4 separate regions of the Mus musculus genome follow, and regions 2, 3 and 4 are each linked to region 1. A link is a contact called in public HiCAR-type and promoter capture Hi-C data. All regions are on one chromosome and are shown on one strand. The core of a region is the stretch at or near the end of the contact, and the rest is flanking DNA. Distances in the headings are between cores, read along the strand shown. Region 1 holds the start of Mospd2 (motile sperm domain containing 2). Region 2 holds the start of Prps2 (phosphoribosyl pyrophosphate synthetase 2). Region 3 holds the start of Tmsb4x (thymosin, beta 4, X chromosome). Region 4 holds the start of Ctps2 (cytidine 5'-triphosphate synthase 2).

The links. Promoter capture Hi-C pulls out the DNA fragments that hold promoters and counts their contacts. HiCAR-type assays count read pairs that join an accessible place to other places.
Region 2: a contact with region 1 is called in a promoter capture Hi-C map of liver, with 2.3 times the contacts expected there. The contact joins the promoter of Prps2 here to the promoter of Mospd2 in region 1. A contact is called at or near these places in 6 of 39 promoter capture datasets (the 3T3-L1 cell line, 3T3-L1-derived adipocytes, the C10 cell line and 3 more).
Region 3: a contact with region 1 is called in a HiCAR-type map of astrocytes, with 5 times the contacts expected there. The contact joins the promoter of Tmsb4x here to the promoter of Mospd2 in region 1. A contact is called at or near these places in 3 of 39 promoter capture datasets (cranial neural crest, hippocampal neurons and pre-B cells) and 1 of 115 datasets of contacts at active chromatin or transcription factors (astrocytes).
Region 4: a contact with region 1 is called in a promoter capture Hi-C map of pre-B cells, with 3 times the contacts expected there. The contact joins the promoter of Ctps2 here to the promoter of Mospd2 in region 1. A contact is called at or near these places in 2 of 39 promoter capture datasets (liver and pre-B cells).

The regions. Positions count from the first base shown.
Region 1 is chrX:164,978,548-164,982,296 of GRCm38.p6, forward strand. Mospd2 (motile sperm domain containing 2) reads right to left here and starts at 1,828. Exons shown (of 15, transcript NM_029730.4): 1 at 1,668-1,828; 2 at 1,447-1,516. The coding sequence starts at 1,676. Fancb (Fanconi anemia, complementation group B) reads left to right here and starts at 2,045. Exons shown (of 9, transcript NM_001146081.1): 1 at 2,045-2,263.
Region 2 is chrX:167,380,595-167,384,343 of GRCm38.p6, forward strand. It overlaps Prps2 (phosphoribosyl pyrophosphate synthetase 2), which reads right to left and starts at 2,155. Exons shown (of 7, transcript NM_026662.5): 1 at 1,876-2,155. The coding sequence starts at 1,997.
Region 3 is chrX:167,207,505-167,211,253 of GRCm38.p6, forward strand. It overlaps Tmsb4x (thymosin, beta 4, X chromosome), which reads right to left and starts at 1,714. Exons shown (of 3, transcript NM_021278.2): 1 at 1,602-1,714; 2 at 433-547; 3 at 1-31. The coding sequence starts at 532.
Region 4 is chrX:162,899,724-162,903,472 of GRCm38.p6, forward strand. It overlaps Ctps2 (cytidine 5'-triphosphate synthase 2), which reads left to right and starts at 1,837. Exons shown (of 19, transcript NM_001168568.1): 1 at 1,837-2,024; 2 at 3,711-3,749.

The DNA.
Region 1 (3,749 bases), core at 578-3,077:
ATACATACAGTGGGAAGACAGTGAAGGGTTTCAAGCTGGGGAATGACATGATCTAATTTGACATCACAACGTTGCTGAAAGATTACTAAAGTTGAAATCCAAAAGGCTTGAATAGCAAGCCAAGCTAAGACTCTAACACCCGAGATTCTGAGCAAATTGCTTAATCGTACTACACATCACTTCCCTCATTTAAAGATGAGACAGTGGCATCACGGTGACCTTTTAAGACCTTGGAGATTGCATAATTCATCTATTTTCTGCTTGTTTCCTTGAGCATAAGTAAATGATGATTGTAGAATGGCCAATTCATTAGTTATGAGTTATATCTCAACTTACTATAAACCACATAGCGATGAAGTATACTCCTATAGAAAGTTATTTTAGAAGTACTTCTTTACTGTAACCAGAGATGATAATAGACATGAATAAGATCTCTGTGCTAAAAGTTAATAGAGTGCTTTTGCAACTCTCTGGTACAAAGTTTGGTACATGAAGAAAATTGGCCAGGAGGCATGAAAAGATTTACGGGCCAGGCTACTTGGAATGGACTTAGTTATTTGTTCTAGGTCATGAACTGATATATAGCACAGAACAGTATAAAGGTGTATGACTCTTCTGCCAAGCACTACAATCAAAATACAACAGTTTAGTTCTTTCCATGGTAACCAATGACTGAGGCAAAATCTAAATTGACCACCTACTGGATTTAGTTCCACACTTGATGGTCTGATACACGTTTCTTCACTTAATTCTTAACCTTACTTGCATTTCATAGATATGGAAACAGGAACTCGGAACATGGAAGTAAGCTATTTTGTGGAAGGGGGCTACATTAGTATCAATCAAGGCAACTTATTCCAAATGTTTAAAAACAATGTACAAGCACTAAGTCAGCAGATTAAGTACTTGACAAGATTCTATGACAGTGACCAGATTATTCAACCAATAAACCAGTTCTGCACTTACAGAAACTTTTAAGTACAGTGTGGAGCGAGAACTTGTGCGTAGCACTTTTGGTTTTAAGAAGCGGAATTAAGCAAAATAAAAGGAACTGGATTACCAAATTATGTACAAACTATATGGCAACAGTACAATGGCAGTTTCCAGGTTCGTTTTCTGGTGAAAGGCCAGCGAAGGAGCCATGAACTGAACAGTGTCACCTATGTCATTGGCCAATATGTTCATAGCCTGTGAGGCCCATGGATATAAGGAGATGCTAGGCATTTTGATTTCTAACTTTCACTAACCGTTTAAAGGAAGCCCACCATCTGCCCAAGTAAAGCAGCGCACACAGTATGGCAAAACCTTTGAAACATGTACAGCATCTTTCCAGTGAAGGTTGGAAAGGTCTCTTAACATCTCCCGTCAAAACACCCACAAACACACCAGTAAAAGTTGGATATGCTCACTGCACACCCCACTTTAAGTCACAGAAAGCATGCTTACCTGTCACATACTCAGCTTCGAATCTCCGCCGGGTCTCTGAGATTAGCTTGGCTTTATTCTGAGCGTTATTCTGGATAGGAGACACAACAAAACCTTAAGATGCTCTCGGTCCTTACCCAGATCACTCCCAACACAGCTCACCTGCACCGGAGCGCACGGGCCCTGGGCCTGGAAGCTGTCTTCCAGGCTCACGGCCCAGGCAGCGATGAGGTGCTGCTCACCTCGGCCATGGTCACAGTCGCGGAACCTATTGTGGTTGTACCCGTCGCTCCTTCCACAGCCTGCAGCCAAGTGTCTCATCACCAGCCAGCCCAGCCCAAAGGTAGATCAAGAAGGGAGGGAGGGGGGGAGGGGGTCGCGTGACACCGGAACGTAGAAGGAAGTGCCTCCACACTGTCCAATCCCATAGTGTTGTCCGGGGTAGAGGCGGGAATAAGTGCTCTGCTGGGCTCCCACTTGCTTCTCTAAAGGAGAAACCCCGCCTTCCGACGACCTCCTGGCACCGGTGTCCCGCCCCAAGTAGCCTGGAGCACTCTGATGCTTTTCCCTGAAGCTCAGCCCCTACAGCTCAGCTGGCCATTTGCTTCCAGCCCTCGGAGGCTCCGCCCCTCCCAGGTCCCCTCTGGCTACCACCTCCTGCAGGCTTTGCCGCCTGAGTTGTTCAGGCAACTATTGGGCCGGTTGTCCCAGCGTGCAATGCGCGGGCGGGAGGTTTGGAGTCCTTTGGTGCAACTGGAACGTGGCAATTTGGCAGCCTTGGAGAACTGGTTTTGGTTTGGTTTGGTTTTCTCCTGACCGCTCGCAGATAACTTGCATTGTGAGTATTCGCTATATTCGGCGATTATTTCTGTTAAGGTTCTTTTCTTTTGGCTGTGGTGTCTGGCTTTATAGTGCTGGCAACTTGGTCTGTAGCCTAGGTTGGCCTCCCTTCTCAGACATGAGTTTTCTGTGTCAGTCTCTCTGATCCTGGTTACAGGTATAACCACCACAGTTGTGGACTGGGAGACGCTCACAAGGCAACCGTCTTTGAACTCTGAGTTAAGTGGTTATAGAAAGTTAAAAGGAAAGATGTTATTTTGAGTTACTTGTTCTTAACGAGGTGGGGGTAGACTCTTGTTCCTGCCATGTAAGTGACATTTGTGGGTGTCACCGCTCTAGAATGGGAGTGTAGCTGATTTCTAATGGGGAGAAGCCAACGATGCTGCCAAGCTTGCAGGACAGGTCGCAATACTTATCCAGGGTGAAATGCAAACATTGCCGAGACTGGTGAAAGCTTAGATTTATAAAGTACTACAACAAACTATTAGCTTTGGTGGCTTAGTTGAACATAACAATGCTGCCTTTCTTAAAAACTGACCAACACTGAAGACTACTTGTACTGGCAATTAGAGAAAACGTTTTCCCAGGCACTGGGGATGTCGATCACAGGTCCAGCACATGCTGGAGACCTCAAGTTCCAGCCTCAGCAGCCCTGCCCCTCTGCCAAAAAGGACAACCCACGTTTTACCTAGTCTGTAGCTGGTTGACCTTAAAAAGGCAGTTAACATCTTTTCCCAAAGCGTTTTCAATATTTGTTTTTATGGGAAAATTTGAACACATTGTTTAAAGTTTGTTTGAAAACTTTCATAAAAATATTTGAGTAACTCCGAGCTCCCCTAGACTCCCACTTCCCTACTTTGATACCCATATTCTTTACTAAAAGTCAACCATCATGGTAAGGATTACATTCCTTTTAACTGTAGTGTGATATTCCATCTGTTTATTTTCTTAATGGTAATCATTCAAGTTCTTAATTTTTATGTTGCAAATAGGAGTGCAGTATATATTTCCCGGTTGTAGTATTGTTTCATATGGGGTCAGGTTGGAAATGCAGTTGCCAAAGAAACACAGTTCAGTTCATTGCTGGGTTAAAATCTGTAGTCATCTGTTTCATAAATTACTTGTTCATTATACCCATGTGTGTGTGTGGGGGGTGCTCGAGTGTGTGTGTGCGTGCTCTCGCGGGCGTGGTACACAGATGAATGTCACAGGATAGTTTTCTGGAGTTGTTCTTACCTTCTACTCTGCTGAGGCAGTCTTTCTAGTTTCTGCTGCTGCTTTGCATATTGCAGCTTTATAATTCCTGTGGGCTTTCAGGAGGGTCTCCCATCTCAAGAAAGGAATGCACTGATTGCAGGGCACATCACTGTATCAGGGTTGTTTTCTTTTTTCGTTTGTTTGTTTGTTTGTTTGTTTGTTTTTTTCCCTAGTGAACTCTGCTCCTCCCACTTGTTCAGGCATTCACAGCTAAGCACTTTTCCCCA
Region 2 (3,749 bases), core at 905-3,404, 2.4 Mb after region 1:
CATGGTCTCATGTAGCCAAAGATGCTCTTGAATTCCCACTTCTCTGGCTTCTTCTACCCAAGGGCTGAGAACGTAGTGTGTGCCAGCATATCCTGATCTGATGCTGCACAGGGGCTTCATGCAAACTCCTGCAAGCAACTCTACCAACTGAACTACATTCCCCAACCCCAGAGTGGCATTCTTTTGTTGTTGTTGTTGTTTTTAACTTATGAAAATAAATTTTTCACTGTTCTTAATTCAATGTCACAGTTCATTTCATTGTTGTTTTCTTGTTGCCGACTCCTGGAAGGTTTGGATTACTTCCTTTTGTTCCCCCATTAATTAATTTATTTTAGGGGGTGGCTTGGAGGAGGGGGGACTTCAATCAGGATGTAATGTCAATAAGTAAACAAAGTGGCAGTTCTTTCACCTGAATTGTCCACAGGTTTCTTCTATTATCACCCAAGCTGTGTAAATGGAGTTTACCACCTAGAAAAGGTCACACGGGATTCACATAACCTCTAGAAAAAAATCATCTTTGTCATCAATATTAATCTAACTGGGTCTGATGACACACACACCCGAAATTCTAATGCTTGGGAGGTAGAAACAAGGGTTCTCCTGTGAGTTCGAAGCCTACCTGGACTACTACCTGGGTGAGTTCAATACCAGCCTAAATACATAGCAAAAGTCTGTCCCAGAAAACGAAAACCAAACCAAAATAAAACAACCAAAAGGAAAAAAAATGCCCTTAATCTCACAACCAAATTCTCGATTCATTCCATCATCAAGATTTTGTGCTTCCTTCTGGAAATTTCAGTTTTAGTTTTGACGTTTGTGTCTACAATCCGTTTCTAAGTTAACTTTTGTAAATACGGAGAATGACTTTTTTTTTTTCTGTAAAACTTGCGGAATGAATTCGTGCGCTACTAAATATAGAACGGTTATCTGTCACTGTGCACTGTATAGTTGGTTAACTGTGCTAAATAGAATTCGGGAAAAGAAATTGGCTTTGGGCAAGTAGGACAAGGAATCCCTAGTCTAAGCTGAGGAGAGCTTCCGCCTGCCTGGTGGCACCTTTTGCTAATGTGAGAAACCGGTGGAATTTTGAACAAACTGGGGTCTTGTTGCTGTGCGCAGCTAAGCTCCACAAACACAAAGAAGCTATTCGCAATGATAGATGCAACAAAGTTTAAAGGAAGGGTGCGAGCGCTCAACACGTGCGTCTCGCTTTCCCACGCTCTGCCTAACTCCCGCACAAACCCACCTTTCTGGATAAGGCAGCGCTTGGCCAGCCTGCTGCTCTGGAGAGTCACCTGAGCAGCTGGCAGTACTCTGATCGCCAGCGGCTGGAAGTGGCATTCGAAAGTTTCCCTGGGATAAACCCAGTGCCCAGGACCCGTGCAGAGCCTTTTCAACCATGCAGGATTCTGGGTTTCTGTCTGGCAGAGAGTTGGAAACTGGGGCGGGCGGATCCACCGATGTCTCCCCGCCCCCACCATTCCCGGCACCGAAGTGATGCCCACAGACTGCGCCCACTCTCCCAGACGCTCTGTAACTGCCCCGATTTTGTCCTTCCGGACTGAAGACACCAGGCGAGCCGGTGCAAAAGAGGGGCCTGGGGTGCCCAAGGGTCGACAGGTCGCCGATGTCCGGGTATTGGAGGCCCAGCCACCAGAAGGTTAACAGCCAGAGGATACGCGTAGAGACTCCAGGGTGACCCGGGTTGGGGGTGGGGGTTGGGGGTCCCTTGCTGAACTTCTTTCTCCCCTGGCGCAGCCGCCCTGGCTCTGCAGCCGCGTTGTTGCCGTCCCGCCCCGGAAGGGAGAGCATGACGCCCGCGGAGCTGGCCTGGGCATGCTTTGGCCCCTGCCTCAGCCCCAGCGAGGCTCCCACCTGGTCTCCTGGTTGCTAAACTTCTTGGTGACCACCTTGCCCAGCTCCAGGCCCAGGCGATCGGCCACGCGCTGCGACAGGTCCTGGTGAGAACTGCCGCTGAAGAGCACGATGTTAGGCATGGTGACCGGGGACTGAGGAGCGCGCTGGAGAAGGAGAAAGGGACTGCGATGCAGACTACTGCTACCGTTGCTGCGGCTGTTGCTGCTGCTGCTGCGGTGGCCTGGGCTGCTGGTGAAGCGGGAAAACGCAGCAGCAGGATCTAGGGGAGGGGAGGGCCGGGGGAGGAGCCAGAGGGAGGAGGAGCAGCTGAAGAGTCGCTGGAGGGTGCTGGGAGGCTGCTTCTGCCCACGCAGGCTGGGCATCTGGGTTTGAAGCTCTGGGTGGTCCCGAAGCACCCAAGTACAGTTGCTCCGTAGGGGAGCTCCAGGCTCCACATAGGACTTCCTGACTTGCCTTTAAATGGGGAGGTCAACCAACCAGATAAAGTGGGCACAGTGAGCCATTGCAGGAAAGGGCCATGTGGTGCCTCACAGCCAGGAGCAGCCTTTCAACCCGGAAGCTCAGAACCCAGAGGTGATACCTGGGCTTCAAGTGCACACCGTGTCTACATAGGCCAGACCCACACATCGGTTTGTATTTGCACACGGGAGTGAAGCATGTTTGCACTTGAAGTGGTGATATAGACTACGTTTGAAGATGGACTAAGAAAAGGGTTTCTCACCAACAAGAATTCTCTTTCTCTGTCATTTAATTTAGATGTATATTTTACAAAATTAGCTCAAATATTTTGTTTTCCAGTTTTTTCAACAAAAGCTGAAAATTTTGGTTTTTTTTTTTTTTCTTATTATATAAATGCCCACATTCTTTCTTGTCTTTTGCTTCTTGGTCCACAAAACCTGAACATGTTACCGTCTAGCTCCTAAATGTGTGTTGCTCTGTAAAGGAGTCATTGATGACAGCCACCATTTGACCCCTAAGCTTGGCCACAAGAGGAAAGCGTATTTTCAAGTGGTCAGTTGCCTCTCACCAATTCCTTCTGAGTCCTCGTTTTTATGTAGATAGGCTGGCTCTCAGGCTCTCTTCACAACTTCCTGTCCCTTGGATTCTCTAGAGTCAGACTCCCCCACCCCCCACCCCCACCCCTGCTGCGGCAACCAACCCCCCTCTCCCAGAGTCCTTTGCTTTCCCTGCCCTCAACCCCCACCTCAGCATTTCTGAAGTAGCTAATGCAGTGTCAGAGCCAATCGCCAATCGCTGGGCACAAAGCACACTTAAGGAAAGGAGATTCATCCTGAGCTCCTGGACGAGTGGAGCACTAGTGATCCTGACTTACATTTCTTAAAAGCTTTCAGAGACAGATTAACCTGGCCAGATAGTTGCTTGGGCTCTACCACTGTCTACTGAAATTTGGCTTGCCATATACAACAAAGACTACTTGCCCTTGAATTGTAGCCCACTCTAAAGGCACTTCTTGTGTGATTGGAGTTTGGGAGAGTATTTAGATTGACCGTATCTTTGGGGGATTTGCTTCTGGGCCCTTCCTTGAACTCTGCAAAGGTGTCAGCCTTTAATCTCAGCACTCTGGAGGCAGAGGCAGAGGCAGAGGCAGAGGCAGAGGCAGAGGCAGAGGCAGAGGCAGAGGCAGAGGCAGAGGCAGAGGCAGAGGCAGAGGCAGAGGCAGAGGCAGGCGGGTCTTTCAGTTGAAGGCTAGCTGGCCTGTTGAAACTGTGTCTCTCCAATCCCCTAAGGTTCCTCAAACCCAAGCAAATTGAATTTATGAAAGGGTTTCCTTTGAAACTCCACTGACTGCCCCAGTGGTTCTCCAAAGCGCTACTCCCATTGCATTTCTGTTCCTTTTCATTCTGCTGACA
Region 3 (3,749 bases), core at 464-2,963, 2.2 Mb after region 1:
GATTCGCCAGCTTGCTTCTCTTGTTCAATTGCTGTGAAGAAAAGAAAAAAAAAAGGAGACTTAGAGCATTCTATAAAATGACATGATTTCCATTTAAAAACCCTATAAAAATTCTAGAAAGACACATAGCAGCCTCGCTAAGCAAGACATGCTAAACAGAAGTACAGTTACCCAATAAATGTATATGCACAATATGGAATATGAAATATTCCATTATTAAATCACTAGAGCCCGGCGCTTGTTGACTGCAAAACAGTTTTTAATTAACCTTTGCAGGCCATATTCATCATCATCAAACTGTCGACTCCTCCCCCGCAGCCCCCCCCCCCATCCTCCCTGCTGCCCCTCCCTTCCTCCTCCCGGCCGCTGCTCCCCGCTCTGCTCTGCTCCCGCCCAGCCCGTTCTGAAAATGGGTGGGGGCGAACAGCTTACTTTCTTTTGAAGGCAGAGGATTTTTCTCTTGCGTTTCTGTTTTCTTCAACTTCGACTTATCGAATTTCTCGATCTCAGCCATATCGGGTTTGTCAGACATGGTTGCTGGAAGGAGCTGCAGGTACAAAAGCCAAGACCAGAGCTAAGAAAGAGCCACCCACCCTCGCCTCTCCCAGTTCCAAAAGCACACCCCCACCCCGCCGGAAAGCCCAAAGCCTGAAATCCTACTGCCTCTCCCTCTGTGTGCTTTCCTTGTCGAGTCCTCTCTAAAGATCTTCCTCTTTCTATAGGAAAAAAATCTTCCCCCTTAATATTCCCAAAGGGAAGATTCAAAGAACGAAGGTGGAAATAGTCAAAGGTGAGTATTCCCGTATAATAAAATTCACCATTGCGGAATGTTAACATTGCAGCTTTGAAAAAATTAAAGTCTGGATAGATCGAAGCCATTTCCAGTTTAAGTGGGGGAAAGTCTAGTAAAATCTCTTAAAAAGGAGCCAAGGTCGCAATACGCATCTCCGTTTTCTAGAAGGGCTTGCTCTCCAAAAGATGCCAGGCGGTCCAGCTTTCTCCTCCTCACAAAGGCGGGGGAGCTGACGCCGCCAGCTGCCGACCACCGCCCTACTCGCTTCCTCTCCTCTCTCTAGTCCAACAATGCTGCCTTGGCACACAAAACTGCCTCCCCACTTCTCGCAAAAGCATCTTGATCTGCATACAGGGGCCTTTTGACGGCCTTTGCATACATTCGTCTGCAAGGGCTTCCGAATTTTCACGCTAAAGGCCGGGAAGGTTAAACCCGCCACAGATAACAGCCCTCGAAGCCATTAGGCGATTAAGGGGAGCACAGAGCGTTTGAACAAAGGATCTTTCTAATTCTGATTAATTACAGCTAGCTAGGCAAGGGAAAATATTTCGGAGAGAGGGTCGAGGAGAAAAAAAAAACAATTCCCCTCTAAGCTGCGCAACAGAATGCCCAATTTTATGGGGTTTTCTCTTTCTTAATCAAGTTCCCCTTCCCGTTACTCGGCATCTGGAAGAGTTTAGCATCCCCCCCCCCCAATTCCCCGAAACTACCATGCCTTGGACTTGGCTTTAAGGACGAGGAGGATGAGGGGCAAGTGCCTGCGCTGGACAGGCAGGGAAGGACAGAAGGAAGGGGCCCTGGGGCTCACCCGAGCGAGCTGCGCGAACGAGGAGAGTCTGATCTGCTCAGAAGCCGCTGCGGATTGTCGGGAGGGGCGCGGCGAACGCCGCTTTATGTGTGCTTCTATGCAAATGAGGTGATGTCACTCGTAGTCCGGCTTAACTCCTTCGCGCCGCATCTCCGGAAGGGCGTTCGGAGGCTGTCAGACCCCCTCCCAACCCCCACATCCCCATTCACCAGCGCCTTTGAACCACATCGATGGCGGAACTAGAAAAGGAACAAACGCCTTCAAAATGCTTTCCCCCCCATTTGACGTCTATTTTATTATCATGAACTTTTGCAGCAGCCGCCCAAACCTGTTCTTAAGGTTCAATGCGTGATAACTAATGGCCTGAGTGGCACCTAAGGGGACAGGCTTTTCTTTACTTTGAAACCGGCTTTGTCTGCAGCCAACGCCCCCAAGATAGGGTGAGGTGTCCCTCATACAAGAGCTGCTGGGGTCTGATTCCAATGACTCAGCTTTCAGACCAGTGGACAGCCCCACCCGGCCCTCTTTGTCTCCCTCGCTTGTCTCCCCCTTGATTTGAGAGGGCGATAAAGGATCCTTGAGTGGATTTTTAAAAGAAAAGTTTTAGCGCCGCAGCATTTGTATTGTTTGCTATAATTTCCGTGAGCAATCGAGTCAAGTGCCTAACATTTGCTAGGTGTAAGGGGGCTTCAGAGAGAACACAGCCGGCCCCTTCAAAATTAAGTCAAAGTCAACTTCTGTTACTGACTGACAATAAGGAAGTTCATTTTCCTTTTCTTATTTTCATCAATTAAAAGTGATTGCTAATGGGAGCCAAGGATTCCCAAAGACCACAAGTCCATCAGCTCTATTATCTGAGGATTGAAGCTGAAGCGCGAACTAGCTTTTGAAGGGAAGGTTTTCCCTGCAACACATGTGGACGATTCAGGTAGAGATGTGCCGGTTTCAAAATGGCACCTGAGTCCGTAAGTCGCAGGGACCCACTTGCTACTAAAAAGTAATTACAGATACCAAGCTTGTGCCTGCAAGTGGCAGGTGGTTGGAGGTAGCTCCGTAGGATATTTTTAAAAGGGCATCGCTGGGATTATATCTGAGACACAGAGAACTATAAAACATTCCTTCTCCTTTTCTGTGCCCTGGAGGGATGTTTCCAGAAAGCCTTTGCTAAGCATTTTTATGGCAGAGGCTTTGCCTCTCTGGTAATGTCAAGTGTTATTAGGGACCCTAAACTGCCGCTGCTGGAGCAGCTTGGACTTCCCCATTTCTTCATCTACTTCCCTTTTACTTGGGAGGAAGGAGATGGGGGTAGGGAGGAGCAGGTGACCCATGTGGTTCCCCAGTTAATGCTCTACTTGGGAGACTGCCTTTCTGCCCTTTGGATGGGGCCCTAGACCTGTTTGAGCGCGCATTAGATGTCACTTCTCTGGTAACACATCCTCTCTCTCCCCATGTCCACTTGGAGGGAGTTCACTGCATTGTTGAAACACAGAACACATCTTGCAGGGTGCATTTCTGACTTCTGCTTGGCAGCTGCAGTTACACTGACACCATTTCGGTGGGTCATTGGATTCCAGTGTCCCTTCCTTCACTCAGCTGTCACCGTGTACGTGTCTTCCTATGACAAAGGAATGCTATCGCCTTGACCCTGGTTGCCTGTTTGCCTTAGGAAAGATTAGCCCTTACAGAAGTTATGCGGCCAGAGGAGACTGAAGAGTGGAATCTGTAAACATCTAGAATTTTCTACTTTCGTAACAGCGTAGCAGGCAGATTATTTTAGCTGCTGACTGAAAAAGAGCAGGCAGCCTGTAAGAGAGGAAGCAACTTGCCCTGGGAACTGAGTCCTCTGTAAACGGGCTTCCCTTGCCCACTGGGCAGAAAAATAGAAAAGAAAGGGTGATCCGGATAAAATGAAATGCAAATAAGAGGGTTTGTCTTAAAAGTGTCCGGGTCCTCCTGTCGATCATTCTTCTCTTAACTCTTCTCTGTAAAGTGGACAAGTGGTGATAAGGAACTGTAGGAGTTGTGGGAAGATCAAGTTCTTGGGACAATGGCGAGCACTGTGTTCTCTTCTTATTTAAAATAGAAAGTTGAGAAGAAAAGAATAAATGTGTTCTTGTTTGCCATTAACAAAAACCTCAAGTAATTTGG
Region 4 (3,749 bases), core at 587-3,086, 2.1 Mb before region 1:
TGCTTAGGGAGGAAGCTTTTAGGTCAGATCCAGTTCAGGTACCTCTGGGCCTTCTGAAGGCTATTGTGTCTTCAGCAAAAGGGATTTTCCTTTCACTTCTGATAGGCAATCAAAGGCAACATCGATAGCTTACAATGTGTTGGGAATCCCTTGAACGACTCTGACCAACAACTCAAAAGGGGACTTCTCATAACTGGGGCTGGGGTTTGTTGGATGGTCTCTGACTCTTGGCCCAGATGGGAACATTTCACTTAAACTATATATGTATATACAGACTCATGTGCTTTATGTAATTTTAGGTAGATGATAATATGATGCTTTATGACTTCTGGAAGTCATTGTTTCTGTTATTTTAGTTTCCTCCCTCCTTCTGTATTTATCTCCCTTCTCTTATGAAGGGCATTGAGGTTGTTTCCATATGGTGAACAGAGTGGCAATACTTATTTGATTTTATGTGTGTGGGTGTTTTGCCTCCATGTATGTTAATGCATAACATTCATGCCTGGTACCTGAAGGGACCAGAAGAAGGTATAATATCCTGGAACTTGCCTTTCTCTGAGTCCCAAGTGCTGGGATGACTGATGTGAGCCACCAAGCCTGGCTTTCCTTTGAAATCTTGCCTTCCAATATCATACCCTCTGCTGCTAAACTTGCTGGGGCTTTTGCCTTCTTCAATCCCTCTCTTTCCCGTTTTCCTGCTGTCCAATAGGCTCTGGTGGATTTCAGTCTCTGACCTCCAGGATTAGACCTTTGGCCCTCTACTACATTTACATTCTAAAGAGGCTCCCACTTTGCCCTACTTGACACAATTCATAAAACTGGTTTTGTTAGAGATCTAGATTTATATAGATTACAACTGGCTTTTCGTTCGTAGTTGTGTTTCTAAACTCCACGAGGTCTTCAGTAACGTTTGTCTAAGTTTTGAGTCCTGTTTTATCCTTGTTACTCAAAAATCTCATGGTCATTTGGGAGGCAAGGGCAGGAGATTATTCTAAGTTTGAGACGAGCCTGGTCTGCATACAGATCTCCAGGAGAGCCAGTGACACAATGCACCTCTTACTGTTGCTGAGGTCTCACATAACCCAGACTGGCCTGGAATTTACTAAGTATTCAAGGGGGATCTGGAACTTCTGTTTCCTTTTGTTTCCATGTTCCGTCGCTGCAATACAGTTATGTACTACCATGCGTTTGATGTAGTGTATTAAGATACAGTGTGATCTTTCTTGTATTTGCTAGGCAAGCACTCTACCAAATGAGCTACATCTCCAGTCCTAGCCTGTCTTAAAAACCAAATAAAATAAAATAAAATAAAATAAAATAAAATAAATTCGCGGCTTTTCTAAAACGTCTGCTCCCTTCAAACCTGTGTCCAGTTAGATCTTTTATTTTTCAGTTGTTTTTCCTCCTTTCCTACACCTGAAACAGCCTTGGGTGTCCTTTGCCACACTTATCTTTTAAACACTCCCCCAAAGTCGCTTTGGAAGCCTTCTCTCCTACTTAGCTCTGCTCCTCCTCTCTTCCTAACTTTGGGCTAATGAAGTTCATTTACCAATGAACATGTAGATGGGCAGTGAGCTCCTAGGCAAGAATTCTGCTTTGTTTTCCTCCTTTCCCACCTTTTGCGGTGGTGGACCGCTGGGCTGCACTGTAGCAGATGGTCAAACATTTATGGTGAGTGAAGTTGGCGGGAGAATCCAAGCAAGGGGCTAGGCTAGTCGTGGGGTGGGGGTGGGGGTTCAGAGCAGTCCTGGAGCCTTCAGGGGCTGGCCTGAAGCTAGCTAACCACAGGAGGGAGGGGAGGAGGAAGGGGGTAGGGAGGGGGAAAGGGGGGAGGGAGGGGCCGGCCCATACTGTGGCCTGGGGCCAAGGACGTCTAGAGCAGAGGGTGATGGGAGCTGCCTGTGCTATAGGAAACACTTTTTAGGCGCTTGTTTTGTACTGTCCCTGGAACCCAACGCTGCAGCACTCGCAATTTCACAACCAGCGTGAGTCAGCTGGGCCGGCTGCCGGACTGCGAGGGGAAGGTGGGTGAGGAGGGCTCCTCAGTCCCTGGGGGCAGGCAGGATCGAGTGGTGACCAGAGAGCCCTAGATGCGGTCCCTGCACCCGTAGGACAGGTGAGCGCCAGGCCAGGCTGGCCGCTGGGTGGAGCCGCGTGAGCCACCCTCCAGGGCGCCCTCGCCACTGCACAGGTAACACCCCTCCTGGGCCTCTTCCCCTCCGGCCTCGGTGCCTAGAACACCATTTGTCCCCCGGGACCATTTCGGCCTTGCCCGCAGCACATTTGGGGCCTGGGCAGTTTTGTCCCCTTATAGCTGGTGCCCACGCCCAGCCCACAGCCATTCGCATCTCCCACATAGTGTTCGAAAACCTAGGCGATCCAATGGGCCTTGGGGACAGGGTGGGGGTGGGGTAAGGACAACACCCACTAGTGCCGGGTGCTCAGTCAGAGCCTGTCTCCTGGAGGTAGCTAGTGACCCGGGCTCCAAATCGGCGCGTCCCTGGGGTGTGCCTCTCCGCGCTGGATTTCACACCCCAAGCCCTATTTTTCTCTGCTTTGTGGAGCCCCGAGATGGCGTTGGCGGAAGTGAAACCACGAGACAGTGGGGCGAGCTCCGCGGGGACGGTTTTGAGTAGGCTTTCTGCACCAGCGTACAGGTTAAACAACAACCCTTCTAGCTGGCATGCTAAACTCTACCACCTGGGGGAGGCGGATGACGTCTTCAAAACAATTGATGTGTACTTTATGCTCTTGAAATGTGCCATTTCACATCAGGTCTGTGGGGTTTGACTAGATTTAGACCGTTTTCACCAACCTACAGAGGTCCTTGGTGCTCTTTTTCTTCTAGACAGTTCATTTCCCTACTCCGCCCCCTTGCACTGTTTTGATGATCACTGTCTTGGCTTAGTTTTGCTCATCACGTCATAAATCGGACATAAATCGGGCTTATCCTGTAAGTACTTCTTTGTGTTCGATTTATATTACTTTTAAAATGAGCATCGTTAGAAAGGTGTCTCTTGGTGTAGGCCTGCACAGTGGAGTGGAAATGCATGTGTGGCAAGTTGGAACAGAGATGTGTTTTAATTTGAAACCCCCCACTCCAAGCTTAGTACAAAGCTGTAACATATAGCTCACAATTGTTGCATCCATTCTCTGTCTCTGTCTCTCTCTCTGTCTCTCTGTCTCTGTCTCTCTCTGTTTGTTTCTTCTTTCTTGTTTGAGGCAGGGTCTCACTGTGTAGCCACAACTTGCCTGGAACTTGTTGTGTAGACCAGGCAGCCCTTTAACTTAGAGAGACCTACCTGTCTTTGTCTCTTGAGTACTGGGACTCATACTAGCTAACTTTATATTGTTTTTTTTTTTTGAGCTTCTTACTCTGTAGTCCAGTCTGGCTTGGATCTAATTATGTAGCCTGGGCTGGGTTTGAACTCAGAACTGTCTTCCTGCCTCAGGATTATAGGCATTGGCTATCTTACCCAATTTTTTCAACTCTAATTCTTTTTTTTTTTTCACTTCAAGTTTTATTGTGTCTCTTGCATGGTCTGCAGATAGTTTTACAGTTCATTTGCTATAGGAACTGAGCTGTGATCTAAACAATCAATGAAATGTTATTCCAACCTTAATAAATATTCATAACCATGGAAGATGGCATAGCACTTATCCTACAGCGATGACAGTCAACTCTAATTCTTAATTTGGTTGTTTCTCAGATTGCATCTGGGTATTGGCAGTCACCTATTCGCCCGCCA